Linked DNA regions of Anser cygnoides: region 2 is linked to region 1. The links are chromatin contacts, called in public Hi-C maps. All regions are on one chromosome and are shown on one strand. The core of a region is the stretch at or near the end of the contact, and the rest is flanking DNA. Distances in the headings are between cores, read along the strand shown. Region 1 holds the start of LOC106048544 (phospholipid-transporting ATPase ID-like). Region 2 holds the start of LOC106036308 (avidin-like).

Region 1 (7,447 bases), core at 2,097-4,596:
TTCTTGGAGGCTGGCTTCAGTCTGCAGCTCATCTTATAAGCGTCCTACAACTATGATCAGGTCTGTCCATTTTTGGTACATGTTTCTAGTCTTGTTTGTTACTGAAACAAGAAGGGGCCTCCCTAGAGCCTCTTACAAGCATCCGAAGGAAAAATACAAATACAAATACAAATACAAATACAAATACAAATACAAATACAAATACAAATACAAATACAAATACAAATACAAATACAAATACAAATACAAATACAAATGAAAATAAAATTAAGGAAGGCACTTAGGGAGAGTAGGGTAGAGTAGAGTAGAGTAGAGTAGAGTAGAGTAGAGTAGAGTAGAGTAGAAGAAAAGAGAAGAGAAGAGAAGAGAAGAGAAGAGAAGAGAAGAGAAGAGAAGAGAAGAGAAGAGAAGAGAAGAGAAGAGAAGAGAAGAGAAGAGAACAGAACAGAACAGAACAGAACAGAACAGAACAGAACAGAACAGAACAGAATAGTTCCATTGGAAGGGACCTAAAAAGGCCAAGTCCAACTGCCCAACCACTTCAGGGCTAACCAAAGGGAGCAGTGAAGGCAAGCTAGCAAAAGTAAGAGGATACAACTTAAGACGGTGTTAATCAGGGTAGCCATGGCTTACAGACTTGCAAATAAACATGAATCATCAATTTCTGTTTGGATGACAGCTCCTAGAAGTTACAACTACTCAGGAGGAGATGCACGCCTGTCTGGATGACTTGGTTATGGGAGAGCAGCCTTCAGGAGATGTGGGAAGTAGGAAGCACATCAGCCATCCCACCCCCGTGCGGAGCTGGAGCCTTTGGGAAGAAACACTCAGAGACAGAGAGTGCCTCCACGTCTACAAGGGCACTGCACCACTGACAGAAGGGTCTAGAAGAAAATAGCAGGGAGGGCAATCCTAATCAGGCTACAACACAGCAGTCTGTTGAAACAAACCATAAGTTAAGCAAAATAATTGTTCTCACTCCCCTCATGGCTGTATCCATATCTTTTGTACTGTTATAAAGCCACCAGTACAGATTTAAGATGGAAAAGTAAACTGAATCTTATTTGTCCAAGAAGTGAAATGGCCAGTGGAGAAAGTGTTGGCAACATTCCTTACAACAACAGCAGTATAAATTGCACAAAACAACAACTCTTATCAAAGGGCAGGGAAAAGAAAGTGACGGTCTCGATGTTTAACTAGTGGGTAATCCAGGTGGTCACTGAAACCACAACCTGTAGTAACTACAAGTCCCAGTAAACTCAGGATAATGAACAATGGAGCAGGTAGGAAGCAATGGATGAAAGCATAACGCTGAATTACCTACGGATGGGGGCAGGGCACAGAGGCCCCTGGGTTGTATCAGGGAAAGTGAAAAGGAGCCTTGTTCATCTACAGGCTGCAGTAATTGGCTTTGTCCATAGGGCATGTGCCCGGTCTTGACCTTGGATTCACTGTTGTGTTTCCCAGCCTTGGTGGAAGACTCTCACACTGCTGTTCTCCATACAAGGAAAAGCAAAGACCGTGATCTCCTTGCATTTCCTCCTAACAATGGTCCTGCTTGGGATACAGCTTTGGAAGCACTGGCAAACTACACAATTCAACTTTTGAGATGGAAAAATCATTTTCATATCTAAAAATATCACCATCATATCACCCTACACACATAGAATAATCTAGTCCTGCTCCTCCTGGAGCCAACGCTGAGCACATGCAAACATTAAGGGGTCCTAGGCTGGACCCACAAGTGTAAAGGATCAGACAGATCTCCAGATTAAGCACTGTTACACCAAGTGCATGGCAAGTGTGCCTCCAACAAGCACACAGCAGTCTCTCCAATGCAGTGATGGACCTTCCAATGATGCTGGAAGCAGATTTCCAGCCTGACTTGAAGTGAGTTACTCTCCCAGCAAAAATGCTCTACTTTGATATCAGCAAATTAGCGTGCTCCTTTCCTTTCAGTAACTTTTTTGCTTAAGCCTGGAATAGTGACTTTCAGTAACGCTAAAACATAGTAGGTTGTGAATATCCTAAGAATTAGAACCAAAGCTAAAGTGCAGCAAGTCACACATTTGACTAAAGAGAGAGCCGCAGAGAGCTTTTATCACTAAGAAAAACAAGGCATTCACTCAAAAGGAAGTAAACAGCTTCTCCTGTAACGTGAACCACAGGATATTTTGCTCTGATGGTTTGCAGCTGAGTAACAAAGATATAAAGAGTGCCTCTATCACTGATAGTATGGCCTTAACCTTTCCTTTTAATACTATTTTTGAAATAAAATATAATTTGCAGAGATATACATAAAGGTTAGTGCAGAAAGTTAATTTTAGCGTATAAAAAGTCCTCTCCCTTGTGAACTCATTTAGCAAATCTCATGCAGGCTTCTGTTGGACTTTTGCTTGTGTCAGGATACCCAAATTGTCATGTGTAGAGTGTCTTACTGCTGGGCTAAAAGTCAAACTAGTATTAAATACGAGGGAAAGGCAGAAGATATCCTATGTCAGATAAGACAGGATTCTGGGGGAGAAGTGGCCATTTTTCTCTGTAGTGCAGAAGAAACTTTGGATGTGTTTCATCTAACCAGTTCTTCACATTCATAGTCTTTGGGTGTCCACCAGTTGGCCTTCTAGGCTTACACCCTCCAGTTTTAAAGTCAGGAGACCATTTATCACTTACTGTACAACAGGCCAGCAAACAACACTCATTAATTGACTCATCTCCCACTCTGAGCTAGAGCACATCTTCTCTGGAGCCAGTTACAATGCAAAACCTCTCCTGATGGAGGTAAGATGTTCCCATTTTTCATGTCTTCGCTGTTAAACTAGAATGCAGTTGCCATCAGCAACGACAACACTGAGAACATTTTAGGTGTAGGCACACAGAGGAGAAGAGGTCTGGATCTCCCTTCAGGGAGGCAGAAGAGGGGCCTAGATCCAAAGCCAGCAAAATGAACATGTGCTTTCCCACCGCCATTGGAAAACTTTTTTAAAGCCTCGCTTCTGTGGTCCAAACTCCCTCTACTTCTGTTTGTCACTCACACAGTAAAGCTGGCACTGCATAAAGAAAACTTAGGCACACGACCTGTTCTTCTCCAGACCCAGCATTTACAGGTGCAGAAAAATCCAGTATGCAAAAGAAGAAAAAAACAAACACACAGCAAAAACGCCTGAAATCCAGACACCTATTCAAGGCTTTACTTCTCTTCCAGAAGAAGAAATTGGCCTACCTGGCTGTTCTCTGTCGTCTTTTCTATCTGAAGCTGTTTGCCAAGACAAGCAGAAGGATTGTTTTCAGCACCACACAAAAAGCTGCGGCTTCTTTTAAAAACCCTAGAGGATTATTCAGCAGAGCATGCCAGGCTTCTCCCCAGCGGAGCTGCGAAGCTCGCTAGGGAGCACCACGCTTTCCAGGATCTGGAGGTAAACCCGCGCAGGGACAGGCTGAATGTGATCCAGGAGCTGCAGGATGTCTCAGTGTGCTTCGTGTACTCAGTAATGGCTGCAAGAGAAAAGGCAAAGTTCCCAAAGCCGTGGGTGGAACATGGCACTGCGTTGCACTGAGTAAATAAAAAGCGATTGATCCTTGGACTTGGGTATGACATCAGGTATTAAAAAAGGTTTATACCATAGGCAGGACTCTATATTTCATCTGAGAGTAATGCGACCTTAAAACCCTGCTTGTGCTCATTGCTGCAGCCAAAGCAGTAGCCAGAGACGCAAACAAGACATTGTGCTCAACTTTGTGCAGCCAGCAGACTTATTTTCTTTTCACAGGTTGAGTATTTCAAACATAAAACATGTTTTTTCTCAAAGACTAGACATTTCACTACCTCCCATACAGACTTACAAAATGTATGCAACTTCAGTGGCATAATCAAGTATTTGAGGGGTTTATAGCCCTGAGTATGACAGGATCCTGATGCAGGCTTCTGGCTGCCATGCTTATGCTAACAAAGCACAGAGGTTCAACTTCTGACACACAATTATTTACTTCAGTGCCCTATTTATTCTTTAAAAAAAAAAAAAAAGCAACAAAAATAATTCTGAAGTAGAGAAGAGACAGAGCTAGTCTAAAAAAATCACTTAAGCACAAATGGGGTAGTATGTAATATGAACACTTAAGATTTAAAAAAAAAAAAATCTAAGTGACATTTATCAAACCATACCAGCATTGCAGATTTTCCTGCAATTTCCTGCAATACAAACCCCCATTGCTAACTCACAAGCTTTGATTTGCTCCTGTGGGCTGTTTTTCCACCTACTTTTAGGGCTGATGACATCTTCTGTCTGAAAAATTCAGAATTAGTGTCAGGTTTAAATACATTAAAAAATACATATATATTTAATGTTGACGTACCTTGCAACATGCTAAATTATTAACATAGAAGGCTTTTTAAAAGGTACTTCACATCTCCTTAACCATCTTGTCTGTTTGGTTGGGATTTTTTTGTATGTGGTTTGTTCCCAGCTAATGAAGAGACTTGTCCGTACCACTACTCTTTGTAGCTTTTTTCAAATTAAATTCTTTGGTTTTCAGTGCAGCAGATAGGATTACAAACATGGCAGTGAAAGCTTACTGCTTTATTTAACGTTCTCCCAGCAGATAATGGGCCGTGGTTATGACTAATAGGTTCATGCAAGCATTGAAAGAAGGAAGGACAGCAAACTGAGCAAACAGTGAAATGAGGCTCAAATCCATCCTCGCACCTGTGACAGATTCTGGGCAAGTCACTTGTTACTGCTTTAACTTCTGTTTTCTTATTCATAAAAGGGAATAATAATTCTTTACTTCCTCAAGAGATCAAGTAGGAGGCATCGAGGACTACGAGGCATTTAGAAACACATTGATGACATCTCAGTGCGTGAGAAGTGTTAATCCTCTCAGAGGTAAAAAGAGCATAAGTTATCTCAAAGTCCTGGTAAGAACAGTTTTAAAAAAGGGACTCTTCACCCTCTCTGGGAGGTAGAAGTGAATAAGCTTTTCTCTGCTCACTTTCAGGTTCTAGCACTGGTACATCACACTATTTTTAAAACAGAAAAATGGTTTCTAAAGGGAATAAAAAAAGAGAGAGAGAGAGAGAGAGAGAGAGAGATGCCACAATACAGCAGGATTCAGTTAATATCAATACTAACATGCCATCCTCTCCTGCTAGCATTTTGCCACCAAGCACTGTGCCTCTGAGTCTGCATGCTGGTAGGAAGACTTTTACACAGCGTTCACAGTCAGTCTTGGAGGATACGCAAAATTACAATTCTTTCCTGTCTGTGCTGTTTTGGTCACTAAAGTAAAAATAACTTCAAATTAACAATGGCTAATAATTTAGAACTAAAAGTACAGCTTGAGATTAAAGCTTTCACTGCATGAGAACTCCTTTTGTTTGGAGTTAAAGAGCTACTGTTTAAGAATGATGCAATATTTCAGGGGGAAAGAAAGACGTGCTGCTGCCTAATGGAAAATCATTTTGCAAGAAGCACATACACAATTTGCTCCTCCCTTAACCTCCCTCACTCTTCCCCAAAGCTTTCTTGCAGAGAAATGCTTCCAAAAGGTGTTTTTTCCCTTCACAAAATACAACACAGCAGGGAGCGTTCCCCATCTTCTGCCTGTCTCCAGGTTCTAAACCATAGGTGAGATTGCTAACCTATCTCCCTTGTCCTTTGTGAATACAGTCTGTTTGTAGAGACCTACTGAAAGTATTTCTCCATGCTGAAGTTCTGCTTTAGAAACCTCCTGCTGTGTTGTGGCTTCCTCCTATGGCTGTAGTGTGCTGGGAAAGGGATGTGGCAAAGGACAGACCTCTAGTGATTTCTCACGGCGGTTCCAGCAGTGGGGGCACCAACCTTCCCGGAATGAGAAAGTTCAGCGTAGCACTGGTAGATGAAGCAGAAGAAAACGAGGTTTGGAGCTCCTGCAGATCCAAGCAAGAAGGACAAAACCACTCTAACTGATGACTGTCCTAAAACACAGATGCATCCATCAGCTGTGTGATTTCACCCAACATTTTGGACAAGGGCCAGCCCTTCATTCCCTAGGGCCTGCCATGCAGGCCGCAAAGACGGTGCAGTTTGTCAGTAATATATAACTGAATGCCTAAGAACATGTACCGGTTGAGTGTGAAGAGAAATGGGCACTTTGAGTTAAGGACGCCTTAGTTCAGAGCTGTTGGGTACAAATCTCCCTGCTAACAATGTGGTTATGCCACAAACCACTAGCGCAGTTTCATGAGACGTTGCCTTTGACACGAAAACCACCTCCAGAAGCTCCCGTTTGTCCACATCCTCAGACTGGGAGCTGATTTAGAGGAAAAAAAAAAAAAAAAAGGAAAAAAAAGTACATGTTTGCATTTTCAGTCGGGTTGTTTGCCTTATCTGCCTCCCTGCCGCAGGCATTAAGACAATGTCAGCACAATACAAACAGTGACAACAGAGCTTTTCAGCAGCTGAGTTCAAAACTTGGTCGCACAAAGACTTGTGTTGGCACAACCCATGGGATAGTGAATGCAAGGGTCTAGGTGAGGTCAACTTCTTAGTTAGCCACTTTTATGGCTGCAGCCTGTGTCTCTTGGAAGCATGTAGAGGCCATGTTTGAAGCCATATGGCAATAATATCAGCTAAAAAGTCACCCATGAGTGCCTAAAATATGGGCCAGAGGGTGGATGTTACAGAAATGAGGGAAGATGGGAACTTTTGCTGTTGAATATTCAGCTTGACTGTTTACTGGAAACCCAATTTTGTGAAGTGTAGTTGCAACAAGGCAGCTTTAACTTGTCTTCAAAGACATGATCCAAGTCTCTGGAGGGAACTCCCATGTATATTCAAGACAGCTACCCAAACTCACTCGCAGAATTTGAAAGTCTCCTACAAAGAAATGTGCCAGCAGATGCTTCCTGACATTTAATGCTAAACACTCTCTAATGAGGCTATAAACAGCCCTTCACTCCAAAACATATGAAGGAGTAGCACAAGACCCCAGGGAGGGAGAGCTCTGTAGAAATGCAGCTATTGTTCCTGATTAGGATTCAGGGAGGCCTCTCCGGCATTGTTAATTCCGGCTTGATTTGTTCTAAGGCATGTGTCAGATGTTTGTTGCACAAACAGACTCCCTGGTGCTTGCACCACGATCAAAAATAAGAATAAGACACGCAATTAAAGAAAGTGTCACAATCTGAGTCTAAAAGAAGCACATGTCCATGTAATCGTTACAGCCCACTGCTGTCATGAGAGCTTCTGACCATAGCTTCCATTTTCACTTTTGCAATAGTGTGGTTGTCACCTTCCAGTGAATTTCAGGAAGATTTATGCGCCTACTTCCCTTTGGCTGTTGCGAAAAATCTCAGTTTCCCAGCAATTTGTTAGAATACCAATGACAAGACCTTCAAAGTGATAATTCCTGAGCCTTCTGGAGAAATGGGAAGTTTCGATCATGGCTAAGTACCCACAGAGAAACCTTC
Region 2 (7,067 bases), core at 2,184-4,683, 290 kb before region 1:
TTAGCGCATGAAAGGTCATGAAAAGGAAACAACTAGACTGAATGAAAACATCGCCCATTGTCAGTAGATTTCCTTTCTGCTTTGCTGCAAGGATGTAATCTGCTGACTTGAAGGATGTGTGTGGGTGCGTGGGCGGGGGGTGCTGGGCCAACTGCTGTGGGCCAGGGTAGGAGGGAGGGTGTATGCCTACAGGGCTAGGAAACAGGCTGGGAAACCAGGAGGTATGTGCTCATGTTGGGTTTCATGTGCGTATTTCGGTCAGGAAGGATGTGTAGTTGTGTGCAGTGCGGGTGGTGCTGGTCCAGTATGATACCCGTGTGCTGCTCCAGCATGGAGGACGAGGCCAGAAGGTAAGGGAGCCTGCCCTTGCTGGCTCACCCATCTGGCACAGCCCACGGGCGCGCTGTGGTTGGTGACGTCCTGATGGCATTGAGGACAGCGGCCCCCACGCTGGGGACAAGGCTGACCCTTCCGGAAAGCTTGGTTTTGGTGTGCAGCTGATAGGGAGCCACGGGAAAGGGCCGGCCCTGGGGTGCTGCAGCCACCCACGGAGCCCCGCTGGCATCCGAAGTGGTGGGCGCTGAGAAGTTGGGTGCTGAGGTGTTGGGTGCTGAGGACTTGGGGTTCCGAGTAGTGGGTTTATGTGGCAAGGTTTTGGTAGCAGGGGGCCATAGGGGTGGCTTCTGTGAGAAGGATCTAGAAGCTGCCCCATGTTAGGTAAGGGCCCCGCTGCTGACCGGAGCCGAGCCAATAAGCGATGTTGTTTTGCGCCTCTGTGAGAGCATATTTAAGACAGGGGGAAAAAAATAAAAAATCTGCACCTCACAGCAGCTGGGAGAGTGAGAGGAGTGAGGAACAGCCCTGCAGGCGCCAAGGTCAGTGATGGAGGAGGGGGAGAGGTGCTCCAGGCGCCAGAGCAGAAGTCCCCTGCGGCCTGTGGTGAGGCCCATGGTGAAGCAGGCTGTCCCCCTGCAGCTCATGGAGTACCACGGTGGAGCAGGGTTCCGCGCTGCAGCCCGTGAAGGAGACCACGGTGGAGCAGGTGGACCTGCACCGACGGGGGCTGCGGCCTGTGGAAGACCCCTGCTGGAGCAGATTCTGGGCCGGAGCTGTAGCCCGTGGAGAGGAGACCACACAGGAGCAGGGGGTCTGGGGGGAGCTGCTGCCCGTGGGGGACCCGTGCTGGAGCAGTTTGCAGTGTGCAGTGCGGGTGGCAACTGCCTCGGCCAGCCCGCGGCCCCTTTTCCTAACTCTCGCCTTCCTTTGAAGCAGATCCTTGGACCAAATGCTGCGCATGGATAGGAGTGGAAGGAGCGTGCAGGAGTGAATTTTTCACTTGCAGCAGCCGGCAGTCACTGTAAGCGTGCGTCCCCCACTGCCCACTGACCCAGTTGCTGTCCCCACTGTCCGTCGGGCTGCGGGCGCAGCGCCCTGGCTGCTGGCACCAGGGACCTTGTCCCCACTGGCATTAGGGTGCTCTGAGGCAGACAGCACTCAGTGAAGGGACTGCTCGGGCATGCACGGAGGGCACTTGTCCCATGGCCAGGTGTGCCCTGGGTGCTGCCAGGGGAATAAACGCCTCGATGGCTGTGTCACAGCCTCATCCTGTCCCTGTTAAGGGGATGGACCCCTGCCTGCCTCCTCCACCGAGCTCGGCTGCAGGGAAGTAACAGAGACACACAGGGCAAAGCTCTGCTGAGCACAGGAGGGTTTATTTGGCTCGTGGTGCGGGGTCGCTGGGAGGCGCTGGGAGGGAGCCGGTGGGCAGCAGGACAACGGAGAGCCCCAGGACCGCGGGGCGCAGGCGGCTGGGTCCCAGTCACTTGACACGAGTGAAGACGGAGGTGCCAACCCTGCGGAGAAGCGGTGTCAGTGGGGTGGGAGTGGGCGCTGCCGGGTGGCAGCGAGGGCTGGGCTCACCTGGTGGCCTTCCAGACGTCCCTGCGGGAGGGGACCCCTTCCCGCAGGAGCCAGGCGGTCTCCAGCGTCTCCTTCCCGCGGCGGTCCACAAAGCACTGGCCCACAAAGACGGTGGTGGAGTCTGCGTTGGGTGAAACGGGGGGCGGAGGGGGGCTCAGCGCTGGTGGCTCCGAGCGGGGCAGCCTGGGCCACCTCCCTCCGACAGACAGACGCCCCTGCGAGATGTCCTGGGCAGACAGACGGACCTCCCTGCCATGCGCCCAGGGTGCAAGTCTTCCCCATCACCCGGACAGATAGACGGGCACCAGCCCTGCCCTTTCCTATGGACAGACAGACACCCCTTATCCCTCCCCTGGGCAGACAGATGGACACCACTACTGCGGCTCCCAGACAGACGGACACCCCTGCCCTTTCCCACAGACAAACAGACGAACACCCTGGCCACCTTCCCCTTTGCCAGGGCAGACAGACAGTCCTATGAAAACCCCCCAACAGACAGACAGACAGACGGGCAACAGCGCTCGCTGGCTGCCCCGGGACTGTGAGAAACAAAGTTGTGTTTTTGCAGTAGAGAGCTAATTTTCTGTATTCCGAGATAATTGTGTAGTCATAACAAAGAGAAATGCTAAGTAGATAAGTGGACAGTAGAAGGCCTCACTGTTCCAAAATAAGGTGGAAGCTTGAGAAAAACAGGATGAGCAGTGTGAGAACAGTAAAACAAAGATCACACGTTCTCAATACATAAGAAAGGGGAAAATAAAGGGTTGAAAAAAAGAGAAATCGTACATATATGGTATAGAAGAGTGTTGAGTAGCTTGTGAGCCTGTAGTACTCAGGCATGAGGAAACAGGGGAGGTGATCAGGTGTTGGGTAATAGGGAATAAAAGGTTATGATTTGTTTACAAAAATGCACTCCTAATTGGCAGGACGCCCGCCATTGCAATCATGAATAAAATAGCCTCACAGAAGATCCTGTCTGAAGAAAATTATTTGAGATTTTTCTCACAGGACCATGCCAGCGCTGCCATACCTGCAAACTGCCACTGCACGGTGAAGCCGAAGGTGGGCTGCTGCCCCTTGGTGCCGGGGGGCTGCAGGACTCCTTGCAGAGGGGACACCAGGATCTGCTTGTCGGTGGCTGCCACCGCGGTGTGGTAGGAGCCGGAGAAGGTCCCGTCCATGTCCAGGGCCAAGAGGGTCATGTTGGAGCCCAGCTCGTTCCTCCAGAGGCCCTGCAGGTCGCACTGGGGACCGGGGGACAGCACAGGGCGGTGTGGCACGGCACGGCACGGCACAAGCACGCAACCCCGAAACCACACAACCCCAGAGCCAGATGTGCTTCACCCCCCCATGACGGCACGGCTCAGCACAGCTCAGCACGGCACGGCACGGCCGGGCAGGCCCCCAGCAGCCCTCACCTTCCCAGCGGCAGCGGGGCGGAGGCCGAGCAGGGCCAGGGCGAGCAGGAGGCAGCAGCAGAGGCTCCCCATGGCCGCGCCTGCCGGTGCCGGGCTCTGCCTGCGCAGCTCCGGCCCCGCTCGGCCCCGTTTATAGCGGCGGGGGCTGCGCGGTGCCTCTGGGCCTCCCGCCAAGGGTCACCCGGTGGTGACGGGCCACCGCCTGTGGTGGCACAGGGGACGCCGTGACGTGGGTGCCACTGCTGGTGCCGCCACGCCACGGGGCAGGGGTCACGGGATCCAGTGCACCGTCACCAGCCTGGGACCCCGTGGGGCCACCCTCACGCCCAGGGGTGCAGGAAGGTGAAGATTTGGTGCCAACCCTGCAGGGACGGAGGGGGAAACATAATTGTGGCCCTGCGGGGGGGGGGGGGGGGGGGCACACATGCCTCCGTGTCCCGCTCTGGTGCCAGGGGTGCAGAGCACCGTGCCCAGCGGGTCGCTGCCCAGGCCCCGTGCCCCTGCCCTGCCCCACCTGGTGGCTTTCCAGTCGTTGCTGGTGCCGTCAGTGCGTGACTGCAGGAGCCACATTGTCCCCGGTACCTCAGACCCAGGAGCTGGTGACACGTTGGTCACTGGGCCAGCCCCAGCAGCCTCCCACGCGGCCTGGTGGCATTTCGGTACCTTTTGGTGCATTCTTGTTCACTTCTAGTTCCCATCACCAACCTTCAGGGCAAGACCCCCCCCTCTGCTCCCACCCCAGGCAGCACAAGACAGACAGCTGGACAGTAGTTTATTAAGAACTTAAAATAATCATCCTCTAAAACCTGCTCCCCTGCCCGCCCCGGCTCACGGCACGGTGCCAGACCAGGCCAGGCGCTGTCGGGGCTGGGATTGTCAGCGGCCCCCCAGGGATTGTTCCAGCCGGACCCCCCCCAGCTGCGGGGGTCAGCCCGGGGAGCCGCGCATTACAGCATCCATGTGTCTACGTGCGGGTGGTGCATCCTGCACCCGGCCCCGTACCCTACCAGCCACAGCCTGCAGGAGAGGTCACGCTTGCTCCTGGCCACGAGGGGTGCAGGGGGGGGGTCCTGCAGGCTGCCGGAGCACCGGGGAGGGGACAGCACAGGGCACAGCAGCACCTCCCCATCGGCCGCAGGGGTGATGGGATGCAACGCGTGCCTCCGGCCCCCTCGTGTGCAGAAGGAGGGGCCGGGAGCCCCCCCAAGGGGAGAGGCAGGTAGCTTAGGGGCTGAGGAGGTAGGGAAGGAAAGGGCAAGTTGAGCATCCTTAAAGAGAGGGAGGCACAGGACAAGGTCCCTGCCTTCCAGCCGAGGCCACCGGGCCCGGGCTATCCCCAATGCTTTGCTCGGTGCCACCAGGCACAGGGCTGGAGGAGGCCGGGGGGGCACAGGGTGCCCGGCCAACGCGGCTCTCCAGGGCCAGCTGCATGCTCCAGATGCTGAGGGGCCGCATGTAAGCCAGCGAGCGGTAGACTTTCTTCTCACAGTAGGCTTCGGGGGTCTGGAAGGCCATGCCCAGCTGCTCCCACACCGTGCGGTAGCAGCCCTCGGCTGTGTGAAAGCCCTCCTGCACCATCCCCTGGGGGAAGAGGAAACCATCAGCATCTGCACCGCCTGGAGAGGACCCCAGCCACCTCCACCCGCGGCACCTCCCCTCACCTCCTGGATCATGGTGGCGGCCAAGGCGTAGACGACGCCGATCCACACCTCGCTGGACTGCACGCTGGAGGTGTCGGGCACGCCGTCGGGCCTCATGCCGTTCACCGCCCCCATGGTGCCGCCGGCGAAGCCCATGACGTTCTTCTCAAAGATGGTCTGCAGGGCGCTGATAACGTGGCTCTTGGGGAAGACCTGCATGGAGAGAGAGGCTTGGTGGCCAGGGAGCAGCTTCTCCGTAAGAAACGGGATGGAGAACGCCAGCAAAAAGCCTTTTGCTTCCCCTGAGAAAAGCAGCTGCTCAGGGGAGATGCAGAACTTCGTGCCTGCTTCCTGGTGGAGGCAGGGGACACCTCCAGCATGCATGGTCCACAAACCCCCAAAGCCACCGGCCAAAGCTGGTGACAGGCTGGCCACACTCGGACTTGCCCTGTTTGAATTCCCAGTTACGGACATGGAAATTTATATTCAGCTCAGTGGAAGAAGAGAAATCAGGGCTCGCTTTTCACTGATTTCAAGAGGACTTCAATCCCTTCAGCTGCGCTATCAGGCAGCGATGCAGGACCACGGCCCCAGCCAAAGGTTGAGACGAGCTGGGACAGCATGGTGCTGAGGTTGGACCGCGGCACGTCCCGTGGCTCGCTGGGTCTGGCACGAGAGGCTTGAAACTTTTACCCCTAGTAAAAGTTAAAGGCCTGTGAAAGGTCAGCGGCTCTCGCTAAACAAACAGCCGCTTCTGCAGAACAGGGGAGGAAGTGCAGAACCTGCCCCGCACCCCCACCTGATGGGGGGAAAAACAAGTTATTCAACAAACTGCAGCCAAAAGCTCACGACAGGTCGGAGAGCTGAGTAAGCTCTTGCAAAACCAAACCAAAAGAGAATAACCCGAGCATGAAGAGGCCAGCTGCCCAAACAGCAGAGACAGTTGCATGAGGACAAAGAGCCCCTGCACGCAGCTGAAAGTAAATAATGCTTTTCCACGGTTTGCTGGGGATGAAAACCAAAGAGCGTTGGCACAGGGGTGGTCACTGCCCCGGAGCAGGCCAACGCGGTGGCTTCTGTGGACTCATCCAGGGAAAGGCAGCGGGTCCCTTTTGTCTATGCTAAAGCCAAGCACCCGATACAGTCATGTTTCTGGCGTGGCTCTGGATCTGAAGATAAGCACAAGCATTGTTCGGGAAGCCTCTTCTCCTGCGGGATGGTTTGGGGCAGAGTTTCTTCAGGGCTGAGGTCACCAATTTTTCTTACTTTGCATTCCATTACTGACCTGTACACACAGCAGGAACGCGTTACAAGCAGGAGTGCTGCCAGCAGGGCAAGGGATCAAAACACGTGCAAAAAAACAAAACAAAACAAAAAAAAAACAAAAAACAAAAAACAAAAAAAAAAAAAAAACAAACAAAAAACTGGATGACCGTAGTAAACAGAAGTTCACCAGTGCAGCCTTCAGCAAGCTCAAAGCTCACCAGACAGCAGAGAACGACACCTTAAGCAACAAAATCCGACGTCAACAAAAACAAGAGGTGAGATTTTGGACCGTGCCACGTTTTCTGCATCCAAAAGTGCTGCTGGAGCACTGCGGCACAGGGCTGGAGTAACTGCAGGAGGGCAGTTCCCCAAATCCCGCAGCGCTTAGCGCAGGCCGCTCGCAGGGGAGGGCGCTTGGGGCAACCTCTCAGCACCAGCAGAAGCGACCCAGGGCCCTCAGGCACCCGCAGGGCTGCGCTTTGCTTCCATCACCACCGCACAGCTCTGCTCTCCAGCAGCGGGTCCGTCACTTCTCTGCTGCTCGGAAATAACCCGTAGCAGGGCTCTCTGCCGCCCCGCTGCGTCCCCGGCGCTACCTTACCGCCGCTGCTCTCACTGCCCCTTGTTGCACGTGAGCTGTCTTCAGCCAATTCTTCCCTCGCAACCAAACAGCTGCGGCCCGTCGGGCCCCGAATCAGCCTTCGTCTCCTCCGACACTCATTTAGGACTTCATACCAGGCAGCGCACAGCATGTGGAAACGCGTGTTTTCTCCGTTTTTTTTTTTTTTTTTTAAAAACAAATACCATTTTGCTGAGAACAGAG

The links. A called contact is a pair of places that touch in the nucleus more often than the background predicts.
Region 2: a Hi-C map of liver shows a contact between it and region 1, with 1.8 times the contacts expected there. The contact joins the promoter of LOC106036308 here to the promoter of LOC106048544 in region 1. A contact is called at or near these places in 2 of 7 Hi-C or Micro-C datasets (both in liver).

The regions. Positions count from the first base shown.
Region 1 is chrZ:64,182,548-64,189,994 of Taihu_goose_T2T_genome, reverse strand. LOC106048544 (phospholipid-transporting ATPase ID-like) reads right to left here and starts at 3,346. Exons shown (of 28, transcript XM_066987982.1): 1 at 3,224-3,346.
Region 2 is chrZ:64,477,124-64,484,190 of Taihu_goose_T2T_genome, reverse strand. LOC106036308 (avidin-like) reads right to left here and starts at 3,433. Exons shown (of 4, transcript XM_066988761.1): 1 at 3,339-3,433; 2 at 2,951-3,164; 3 at 1,921-2,041; 4 at 1,694-1,853. The coding sequence starts at 3,410. The coding sequence ends at 1,820. GBA2 (glucosylceramidase beta 2) reads right to left here. Exons shown (of 17, transcript XM_066988751.1): 16 at 5,000-5,191; 17 at 4,096-4,919. The coding sequence ends at 4,608. LOC106036395 (a long non-coding RNA gene) reads left to right here. Exons shown (of 3, transcript XR_010827909.1): 3 at 1-2,045.